2 separate regions of the Cricetulus griseus genome follow, and region 2 is linked to region 1. The links are chromatin contacts, called in public Micro-C maps. All regions are on one chromosome and are shown on one strand. The core of a region is the stretch at or near the end of the contact, and the rest is flanking DNA. Distances in the headings are between cores, read along the strand shown.

The links. Hi-C and Micro-C count contacts between places; a contact is called where the count stands out from the background.
Region 2: a contact with region 1 is called in a Micro-C map of the CHO-K1 cell line, with 3 times the contacts expected there. The contact joins the enhancer-like site here to the promoter of Erap1 in region 1. A contact is called at or near these places in 4 of 8 Hi-C or Micro-C datasets (the CHL-YN cell line, the CHO-K1 cell line and fibroblasts).

What each region holds. Positions count from the first base shown.
Region 1 is chr2:296,033,023-296,037,986 of CriGri-PICRH-1.0, forward strand. It overlaps Erap1 (endoplasmic reticulum aminopeptidase 1), which reads left to right and starts at 2,754. Exons shown (of 19, transcript XM_027401855.2): 1 at 2,754-2,882.
Region 2 is chr2:296,206,422-296,211,385 of CriGri-PICRH-1.0, forward strand. No RefSeq gene overlaps it. Among named protein-coding and RNA genes, the nearest start is that of Cast, 39 kb to the left of the region's middle. Within about 2 kb of position 2,625, at least 3 of the 6 cell types and tissues checked have open chromatin away from gene starts, as enhancers often do. A contact at or near this core is called in the CHO-K1 cell line, where this site is marked.

The DNA.
Region 1 (4,964 bases), core at 1,504-4,003:
AGACAGAGAGAATGAGCAAGTAAGTGAGCTGTGATTTGCATCCAAACAATAACTAAGGGTATGTAAGTGTGAGAGCAAAAGTTACATATTAAGTTTTAATTACTATGCATTTGAGGTCCAGGAAACAAAAAAAATGCCTCTGATCTGCAAGCCTCTTGCCTAAGGACAGATAGTTCCTGAAATGCTGGAGGCTATTGTTTATGGGAGATAACAAGACACATGCTGTCACTCCCCTAAACAAGTTTGTTTGACCCATCTGCACTGGACGTCCTTGATCACATGTAGGCAGGAGGAACATAGGCAGGAAATAAGTCAGGATGTATGCTTGCCCCTGATTGGACCTGATGAGAAATGCAATAAATATGGGTTTTCTTTCTTAAGCCCTTGCCATACTTGATTCTGATTTATTTCCCAGGAACATGGGTATGGACCAAGCCAGAGCCCATCCACCTAGCCAATATTTAATTAAAGTTTGCTTCAAACTTGGCTTTAAACTATGGTAGTGGTCTTATTCTCGATAGGTGGGATTAACATAAGTCACGAAACTAGGTGTCCTTTATCTTTCTCTCTGACTATTACTAACTTTGGTAGTTTTCTTTTCACAGACTCTATAACTGAACTTAAAATTTAAATTCTGAACTCCAAGATGAGTGTTTTCAAAATCCCAGGTAGTATTTGGAACTAGAAGTCAGTGCTGCCATATCCACTCTTATACTCTACACTCTAATGCTCTTTGATTCTAAACACTAAATCACAGCCAGTATGACTGAGCATAAATAACTCTGAACCAGAGTGAGTGGGCAGTGCTGTTAGCTTTTTCCTTGCTCAGTGGCCAGCTCTTTCTTGCTCAGTTCACACAGAAGCAGCCACTTCCTCCTGCATTTTGGAGTGACTTCTTTATCAGCTTCTACTCTGTTGGTCCATTTGCTTCTACCAACCTGATCTTCAAGAAATGTCTTTATGTTTATGGGTATAGTTCAGTGGTTGAGGGCCTGTCTAGCATCCACAAGCCTTGTTAAGAATGAAGGGAGGAGTGGGGAAGGAAAGAGGGGGACAGCAGGGAGGGGGGAAAGGCAGTACAAATAGATTGATGTAAAAGGGAAGGTTACTAGTGAAAGACTTAAAAATTAGCAAAGTAATATAGCCCAGATAAGGAAACTCTCTAAACGGAATGTAGGGCGGCCTAACCCAGAAACTAAGGCCACTACTATGACTTAGTACCTGGAATTTACCAGCTGCCAGCAATTACTCCCTTACAAGGCCATAAGATAACTGGGTACCAAGAATTCCCAGATGGCCACCCTCCCCGAGGGGCTCATGAAGGAAACAGATTGCCCCACCGGCCAATGTGTCAATAATTAACAATTAAGGTTCTCTATGAATCAAAGAGACAGCTACCATTTGCTCAGGCACATCCTGAGGTCTGCAGGTTTTACAACTGGTGGGTTAGGAGGCCATCTGATTCCCAGCCCTCCCCTCAAGACAAAGGCCTCCTAGGAACCCATGACTCTGGTCACGTACTCAATGGACAGAGTCGAGGCCCCTCCCTAAGCTCGTGGTTTTTGCCTTTAAAAACACCTATGCCTGGGGGAAGGGACTGCTCTCTAGCCTACATTCTGAGAGAGCCCGTTTGTACAAATGTCCACCTTTCATTAAAGCCTGTTGCTGTTTGCATCAAGTTTCCACCTCTGAATGGTGATTGGGGTGGCCGTGGTCCTGGGAAAAGATCCTGGAGGCCTGAGCTTCTGGGGGTCTTACACTAGTAACAAAAGGGAAGCCATCACGTAAAACAGTAAAATAAAAATAAACATAAGACAAAACAACGCAAGGGTCTGAACAAGCTAAGGTAGCTCTGAATTCTTAAAGATGCCTGGAGACTTTAAAAGCTAGTGCTACTCAGTGATGCAACCATCATGTGATCACAGAAATTACCAGTTTCAGAAGCCCACATAATCCCCCTTAATTTTAATAATATCTGGGACAGAGCATTAAATTTTATAATACAAAATGTCCCAGGTGGCACATATTTTTGCAAAAGAGAGTCACAAATTTGAAAAAAGTGTTGAAAATTCTGCTCAGAGACTTGGATTTCAAGTTCTTAATGGGCAACAGGCCTTTGGTCAATGTGGATATTTTGTTTGATTGCTTCTTATTAAAATTGAGCTTTTATGGTACTTTGGGAAAAAAACAAACAAATAGTAACAACAAAATCCTAGGTGGTATTAAAATGAGAGGAAGCAGACACTCTGTGGCACAGTGCCTCTTTCTTATTAGGGTTAGGGGAGTTCTGGAGGCCTTCTCTAACCAACACCCCCTCACCCCCCCCAACACAGGCAAACATAAACACTCTAAAACAGCACCTAAAGTACCCACACTGCCTAGAAAAACCCAGGGCCCCCAGAATTTTACAACAGAGGACTTCTAGACTGGCTTTTTTTGGGGGGGGGCAAAGCTATCTGTCACTTTCAGAGAGGAAATGAGGAACATCTTCTCAATCCAATGGGTGTCCCTCCCGACTTGGCGGGCAGAGCCAATTTGAATGTCCTACCGCGCACCAACTTTGCACATTACAGCGTTTCCAATGTTAGTGAAGTTCGCAAACACACCGTAAGACACACGAAGAAAAACACTGTGCGTTCTGCCGGGTGCTCCTCCCTGCCGGATGTTCTGCCAGCCCTGCAGCATGCATTCCTAGTTCGGGTCCCTAAATCTGGGTCCCAGGGCCGCAGTTGCCCTGGCCAGTCCGCACCCGAGCCTTGCTCTCCTTTAGCATTTGGGTCTGAGCTAACTTACTCCTCCAACCTGCCTTGTCCCCACGCACCCTCGCGGCCTCTGCCTAGCTCCACTTTCACTTTCGGTCATAGAGGCGAGGCTGGCGGCGAAGTGAGGCAGGCGGCACGGCTGGGCCGGTGGCATACGGGGCTGGGGGCAGTTGAGGAAGAGCTCTTGATAGCTGGCACCGGCGGGGACCCAGGTTCGACCAGGCAAGACCGGCGAGGTGGGTCGGGTAGCAGTCTGCAGCGCAGCACAGCGCAGCGCGCAGCGACACGGCAGGCGGCCAGAGCAAGTGGCCCGGAGAAGGCGAAGGCCGTGAGGCCTGCGTATTTCCGACTCGAGTGGCAGTCGGGCTGGCCGGCCTCTGGCCACGCTCCGCCTCGCAGCTGGAGGCTGGCCTGCCGCTCCTTCCCACTCTAAGGCGGAATGGCGATCAGGGAGGACGATGAATGAACCTTGGGAGCAGGCCATGCAGGGTGCCTGCCGATGTTCCAGGCGAGGGGGCGCTGGGGAGAGCATGCGGTGTCCGGAAGGCCAGTTCCTTTTCTCTGGCTCCTTTCCTTGCTGCGACCCGCTCTGCCAAATCGCTAAGGCCAATGTAACCTTTATAGAGATAGAGCAAAGTGAGTGCCTTTTCTGGGCGCTTCACTCACAAGATAGGCTGCTGAGTGATTAATTTCATAAGAGGAAGGGAAGGAGCAAGAGAAACACACTTTATAAAGCTCTAGATGATGGTTCTTTGGCTAACTCAGATTTGGATTGGAAAGAAAACTGCTTCTCTTTTGACTGCCAGAATTACTGTCAGCTTCATATATGGTCAAAAAAAAAAAAAAAAAAAAGGTTTTCAAATTGGCCGCGATTGTCACAGCTCCCACCTCCAGCCCTTTCCTGCCCAGATTCAGAAAAGTACTGTGAAGTGGCAGCTTTTTGAAGTGTAGCTAATAGAAAAATCCTAGTATATTTACATACATTTAAGTCCACATTGAGATCATTTGCTACAAGTGATGAACCAGTTTTAGTGTTTGTTAACTTTACTGTTTATGAAAGTTTGGATTATACTGGGGGAAGTTAGGAAGTGCCTGCGTTTCTAATTGTTAATTGTTTAACATTGATTGTCCTAATACAAATGGGAAATCATCCAAACAGTTGCCTTTAACAGCCTTGAGGAGCTTGAGAAGTCAGAATCACACCTGAAACAAGATTTCTAAAATAGCAGACTCTTCTGGCTTGAGTTAAAGTTAGGTGATAGAGCCTGCCACACATTAACAATGGACAATTCTTCAGTTTCATCATAGGGAAAAGGAAAGTTCTTAAAATTACAAAGGCCTCAAATAGGCTCTTAATAAATATTTGTGTAATTCATTACTGAAAAAATTTAAAATTATTTGATCTTTACAGCAACCTTGTGAGGGAGGTATTGCTCATTTTACACATAAAGAAAATGAAACCAAAACTAAAGTAACATGACCAAGGTCATACAGCCAGTGCTGAAGCAAAGACTAAAAGGCAAAAGGCAGGTTGTCTTTTTGAGTATATATACACATACTCTCTCTCTATTTGTGTGTGTATATAATATATACATATATATGTGTGTGTGTATCATATATACATATCACATATCATATATATGATACACTCACACCGGTTGTGTGTGTGTGTGTAATTATAAACTACTAGATCAAGATGACACAGTCAAGTGCTGACGATGCTTCATCAGAGGTTAGTAGGTATTTTTCTCCTTGACTTCTATTCTTTTAAATGTGAAACAGTGGTATATATTGAATAAATTACTGTTTTAGGGAGCTTTTTCACCATGAGTCACTCTTAGAGCATGTTGAATAAAGCCATGTCTTAGATCATTCAGAGATATGAAATATTGTGCTGAAATGAACACTTAGACCAGATGAGAACAGCTACTTTTTCAAGGAAAGAGCTAAACATACTCAGATTGGTTGAGATTATCCAAAGAATTTTAACAGTGAAATACTCTCACTACGATGGATTTCATCAAGCCTCTGTCATATGCAAGTTGGAAGTTTAGGTGTTGTGGGAAATGTGAAGGTAGATGCATTAACGATCTCCATCAGCTCCCAGTGCTGAAGGGCATGTATCATAAGTGCATCAATGACAGCCTTCAGAGGCAATAGGAAAATGCTATGAGAGGAACACAGAAAGTACAGGGTGGGTGC
Region 2 (4,964 bases), core at 1,375-3,874, 170 kb after region 1:
ACTTGTAGAATTGATTCATAACACAGTCAAGGAATAACTATAACCCTATAAATAGATTCTCAAGAGAATATAAATATCTTTAAAACCCCAAGTGTGTAAACTTTCTGTACTGTAAGAATTTATAACCCTAAGACAAAGTATCTTTTAAGCATCTTGCTTGCCTATTGACCTAATAATTGAGCTCCAATATTAGCAGAATTCCATTCATTATTTTATTGGCCACTGAAGAGAATTTAGAGGAGTGTTCACTGAGAGACAGAGACCTTCAGGTACTGTGATCATGGCCATAGGGCACTTACCAATCAGTGACTGTGGGAATAACACCATGCGCTTAGGATTTGGTGCGTTTCCTAGATTTATTCTCCCTTTATTCCCCTGGTCTCCAAACATCGACTTTTATGAGGGCTACAACAAAGCCCAAGGAAACATTTTCCAAATGCCCTTTTTGTGTGTGTGTGTAAGTGTGTGTGTGTGTTGGGGGGGGTGTTTCGAGTCAGGGTTTCTCTGTATTGGAGCCTGTCCCCTGGAACTCGATCTGTAGACCAGGCTGGACTCAAACTCACAGGATCTGCCTGCCTCTGCCTCCCGAGTGCTGGGATTAAAGGCGTGCCCCACCAACACCCAGCCCAAATGCCTTTTGTGACGAATGTTGGAAGTATGATGGTTCTGTCACTGTGATGGAAACCTAAGAATTGCACAGAACTTCTGGAAGGTCAGCTTAAAGAGTTCTGGCCCTACCAGCAGACATTTCCTCCATCCATTTCCCTTACCTTAAAATACCTGTCATGTTTAGAGCTCCAACAGACTCCTGAGATCATAAAGTGACAGTAGGGAAGGAAAACAGCTCTAGGACGGAGACAAAGATGGAAGACACAGATCTACAATGCCCATGAAACTGCTACATCAGCGATAGACTGTGTTGAAAAGTAAACTCCCATCTTGCTGAAATGGCTACAATTGTATGCATACGGGCTTAGCTGAACTGATACAGTTATTAAGGCTTAGCTGAACTGATACAGTTATTAAGGGATCAGAGTTTCTGGTGTGTGGATTTAATGGGAGATACAGCCTTCAGTTGTGCAAGACAACAGAATTAAGATGCAAGCACTAACAATCTGTTTTTTGTTTGTTTTAATTGAACTCCCTGGTGACAGTTAATAACCCTGTTCTGAGACATTTCCAGGTGAAAGTTTGGAAGTATGAGGTGTAAAGAGTTGGAAGGGAGGGTAGAAGTTAAAAAACGGCAAAAGGAAAGTTAAATGCAACTGTAACATTTGATCTTGAAGACGTTCTTCTGATTTCTGATGGCTAACTGGCATTTAGGGCCTGGTAACTGTCTGTCTTGAAGCCATATTTGGGAGGGAATATGGCTTGAAGGCAAGCAAGGGAGCAGGGAGTTGTTTGCACTTAGGCAACCACAGCAGAGAGCCCAACCTTCCTACCTTGACAGCAGTGGCACCAGTACACTATGGCTGGCCTCATAGTCCTGGGTATCTAATATGCATCACCTTTAACTGAGTCTTTACAACTTCTAAATTGTGTTGATATTTTCTTCACTTAAAGTAGAAACTGAGGTGCATGAGATTATGCACACTCTTAAAGTCAGGCAGACAGTACGATGAGGAATGTGGATTTGAACAGAGTGACCATCTTCCTGGTTTTTCCAGGATTGAAGGGTTTCCTGAGATGTAAGACTTTCAGCTCTAAAGTCTGGAGAATGCCTAATAAGCCAGAATGGATGGTAACCCCAGCCTGACTACAAAGCTCTGTACACTACTTTTAGATCCAGGATGCATGAAGCACTGACAGACTTCCCAGGAAGGTAAGAGGCTCTGAACCGCTGGTTCTGGTCAGTCTGGAGACTGATCCTTCCTAGAGGTAGGCTCTGGTGTCAGGAGAGCAGGGCCATGTTGATGGGACTCAAGGCTTTGTTGTCTTCTGATTCCAAGCCAAGAACTCTCCTGTTGTTCCCCTTAGCCAACATCCTCAGAGAACTTTGTCCTATTTAGACAGGAGAGCTATATTTTCGAAGGAGAGAATCACTGGACTTTGTCTGCTTGTGTAAATGCCATTATGTCTGGCTGAAATTCTCTCCAAATCTTCCTCTCCACTTTAGGCACTGGGCAGGACTATTTAATCTAGTACAATTATTTTACAATATGTATTCATAAAGATATAAAGGTATACCTTTGAATAATGTCTGAGTTCATCCTTTCCCATCTTTGCTTGCCATTTGGAATGCTGACAATGGTATTTGTAGGTGCCTCCCAGTTAAATCTACCAAACAGTGGCCATCTAGGGTAGAGAATCCCTTACAGGAGTTTCTCCACAGGCTTCCAGGAATGTAGAAACTTTCTCAAAGTTGTGGTTCTGCTGTGTGTGTGTGTGTGTGTGTGTGTGTGTGTGTGTGTGTGTGTGTGCGAGAGAGAGAGTGTAGAGGATAGGTAATTTTTAGTAGATTCCCAGAAAGACTGTGGTCTAAAGATTAATGTAGAATGAAGTTGCAAGAATGTCTTTTAAAGACATCTTTGCTCTACAAAGTGATTCACAGTGGTAACCTGCCTCAGAGTATTAACTGTGACTCAAGCTGTGGCCTATCTGTGTCAGAGTGATAAGACAGAGGCGTGGTCAAAGCAATGCTTAGAAAATACAGCTATAGTTCCAGGTGGCAGTGCACCACACCCTGGGGTGTGCTCAGAACTGCAACCTTCAGACCCAGAGAACAAAACCTTGTGGTCTACAGCAGAATGCCAAAGGCTGTATCACTTTTCAGACCAGAAACTTGTCGTTGGATATTTGGTTTCTTATTTCTCATGTTATCTTCCAAAATGCAACTTTCCTCATAAATAATTTAAGGCACACTCACTGAATACTACATTTTATTTGGGTCAGAACATTAGTCCCAAGTTCATGTTATAACTGTACACTTTCTAGGTAGATGATGTTGATGTGACTTGGCCATCCTATGCTGCTGTTTACTTGTGTATAAGTGGTACCTCACAGAACAGTAGTGAGAGTAAAATATACTGACGTACTAAAGTTGACCAGCAGCACAGTCCATGCTGCATTAGCACTGACAGAGACTCTGTTTTTGAGAGGCTGTGACAAGAGGCCAGAGGTCCTACCTTTGGAAACTTGCTCTGTCTGACTCTTTCATAGGACTGTAGAATGGAGTCAGGGCTATTGAGGAGGTATCTTAGGACACTACTCAATGGAAGATCACTTATGGGCTAAGAGGAACACCTTCTAGAGATACAGATGAAGAAGAAATGCCTCAAGACTGAGGCATTTCTTGACAATTGATCTGTAAAGAGCAGTGAACTTCAGTGGCGTGTTCCCTACTTCCCCTCAAAATATGAGCAAAAGCAGGGATCCTTAAACTGTATGGTTCTTTTCTCAGGACTATATTTCTTGTCTGGCTACTCTTATGCTCAGGAGCCTGCCTGCCTGAGCCCCAAGAACCAGTGAGCACTCCCCCAGCCCTATCAATCTTAGCCCCTGCTCCAGTTTTCTGTTCTAGCTTCTCCACACCACTGCATTGTGAAGAAGTGCTCTAGACTGTGCTAGTACAGTTTGGGAGACAGCCTGGGGCTGTACACACCAGTAGAAGAGAGGTTACTGCAGGATAAGGCCTGAAGAGAAGGTGAGACCTGTCCAGGATTACAGAATGTCACTAAGCACAGTAAAGGCCAGTGCTGGAGCCTCCTCACACACAGGCTTATGCTGGAGACTAGTCTCAGTAGTTCATGGTACTGGAGTGTTTTCACTTGACTAAGCTTAGTGTGAGAAAGATTAAGGAGTGCTGGATTCCTTTTAATAATTAAAACCCACATATCATCATCATCATCATCATCATCATCATCGTTATTAAAGAGAAGAATTGAAAAAGGACAATGTGGTGCTGCTGGGGACACCCATCCTGGGCTCTGGTATGAAGCTGGTTGGTGATCCTCTTCATCGGGACTGGTTTCCTGCATTGGGCCTGGTTTGCTGCATAGGGACTGGCTGCAGGTCCTCTGGGGTGAAGTTAAACATCCCCTTGAAGCAAGCTTGGTTGACCTGAATCCTAGCCCCTAGGACTATGGGCTCTGGGGTGAAGCTGACAGCCCTCTGCATCAGGACTGGTTTCCTGAATCTAGGGCGGGACTACAGGTTTCTTTGCTTGAGTAGCACCCCTGACCCCCCAGTAAATGACTCCTTTACTCTTCTCATCTCCAACCGAATGTTTCAAACGTACCTCCCTGTCTCTGCGAGGCACCAGCACCATTATGAAAAGCAGCCCAGGGAAATCGAGATTTCCCTTCTCCTTTTCAAGTTTCTTGACAAGGTTTCTAGGGAAAGCTATGAGTATATCTGTGGCAGCAAAATACTTGTAATGTAAACACACTGTAAACACAAGTGCTCTTTTGGGCAGGCCTGCAGAGGCAGCAAGAAAGAGTGTGAGGCCCTGAGTCATGGCCCTGGCATAAAGCAGTCAGTCATCTGCCAATAGCCTGCCTTTCACCCACAAAACAACAGGAAGTCATTAGAGTTAAAATAAAGAACTTCTGCTGCCACCTGGTGGAATTTTCCCATTAGTCAGTTAGCTGCTGCTGCTCCTCCCTCCTCTTCCTCCTCTTCTCTTCTTCCTCCAACTCCTTCACATACAACAGATTTCTAATATTTTTTGAGATTATAAGATAATGACATCATTTCCTTTTCTTTCTTCCACCTCATACCTTTGGTTCTCTTTGAAATTTTATGGCCTCTTTTCTATAATTGTTGTTGTGTGTGTATTCTCAAATACAAAAATACAACCTGCTCAGTATCAGTTCATATAATGTTACTTGTGTCTTATTTTCAGGGCTGATTCATTGCTGTTGGATTACCAATTGTTATGTTCTTCTTTGGGCAAGATTATGTCTCCCATTCTCAGCATTCCCTAATTGCCTGCAGTTCTTTGTTTGGGGTTGAAGAAACCTGAG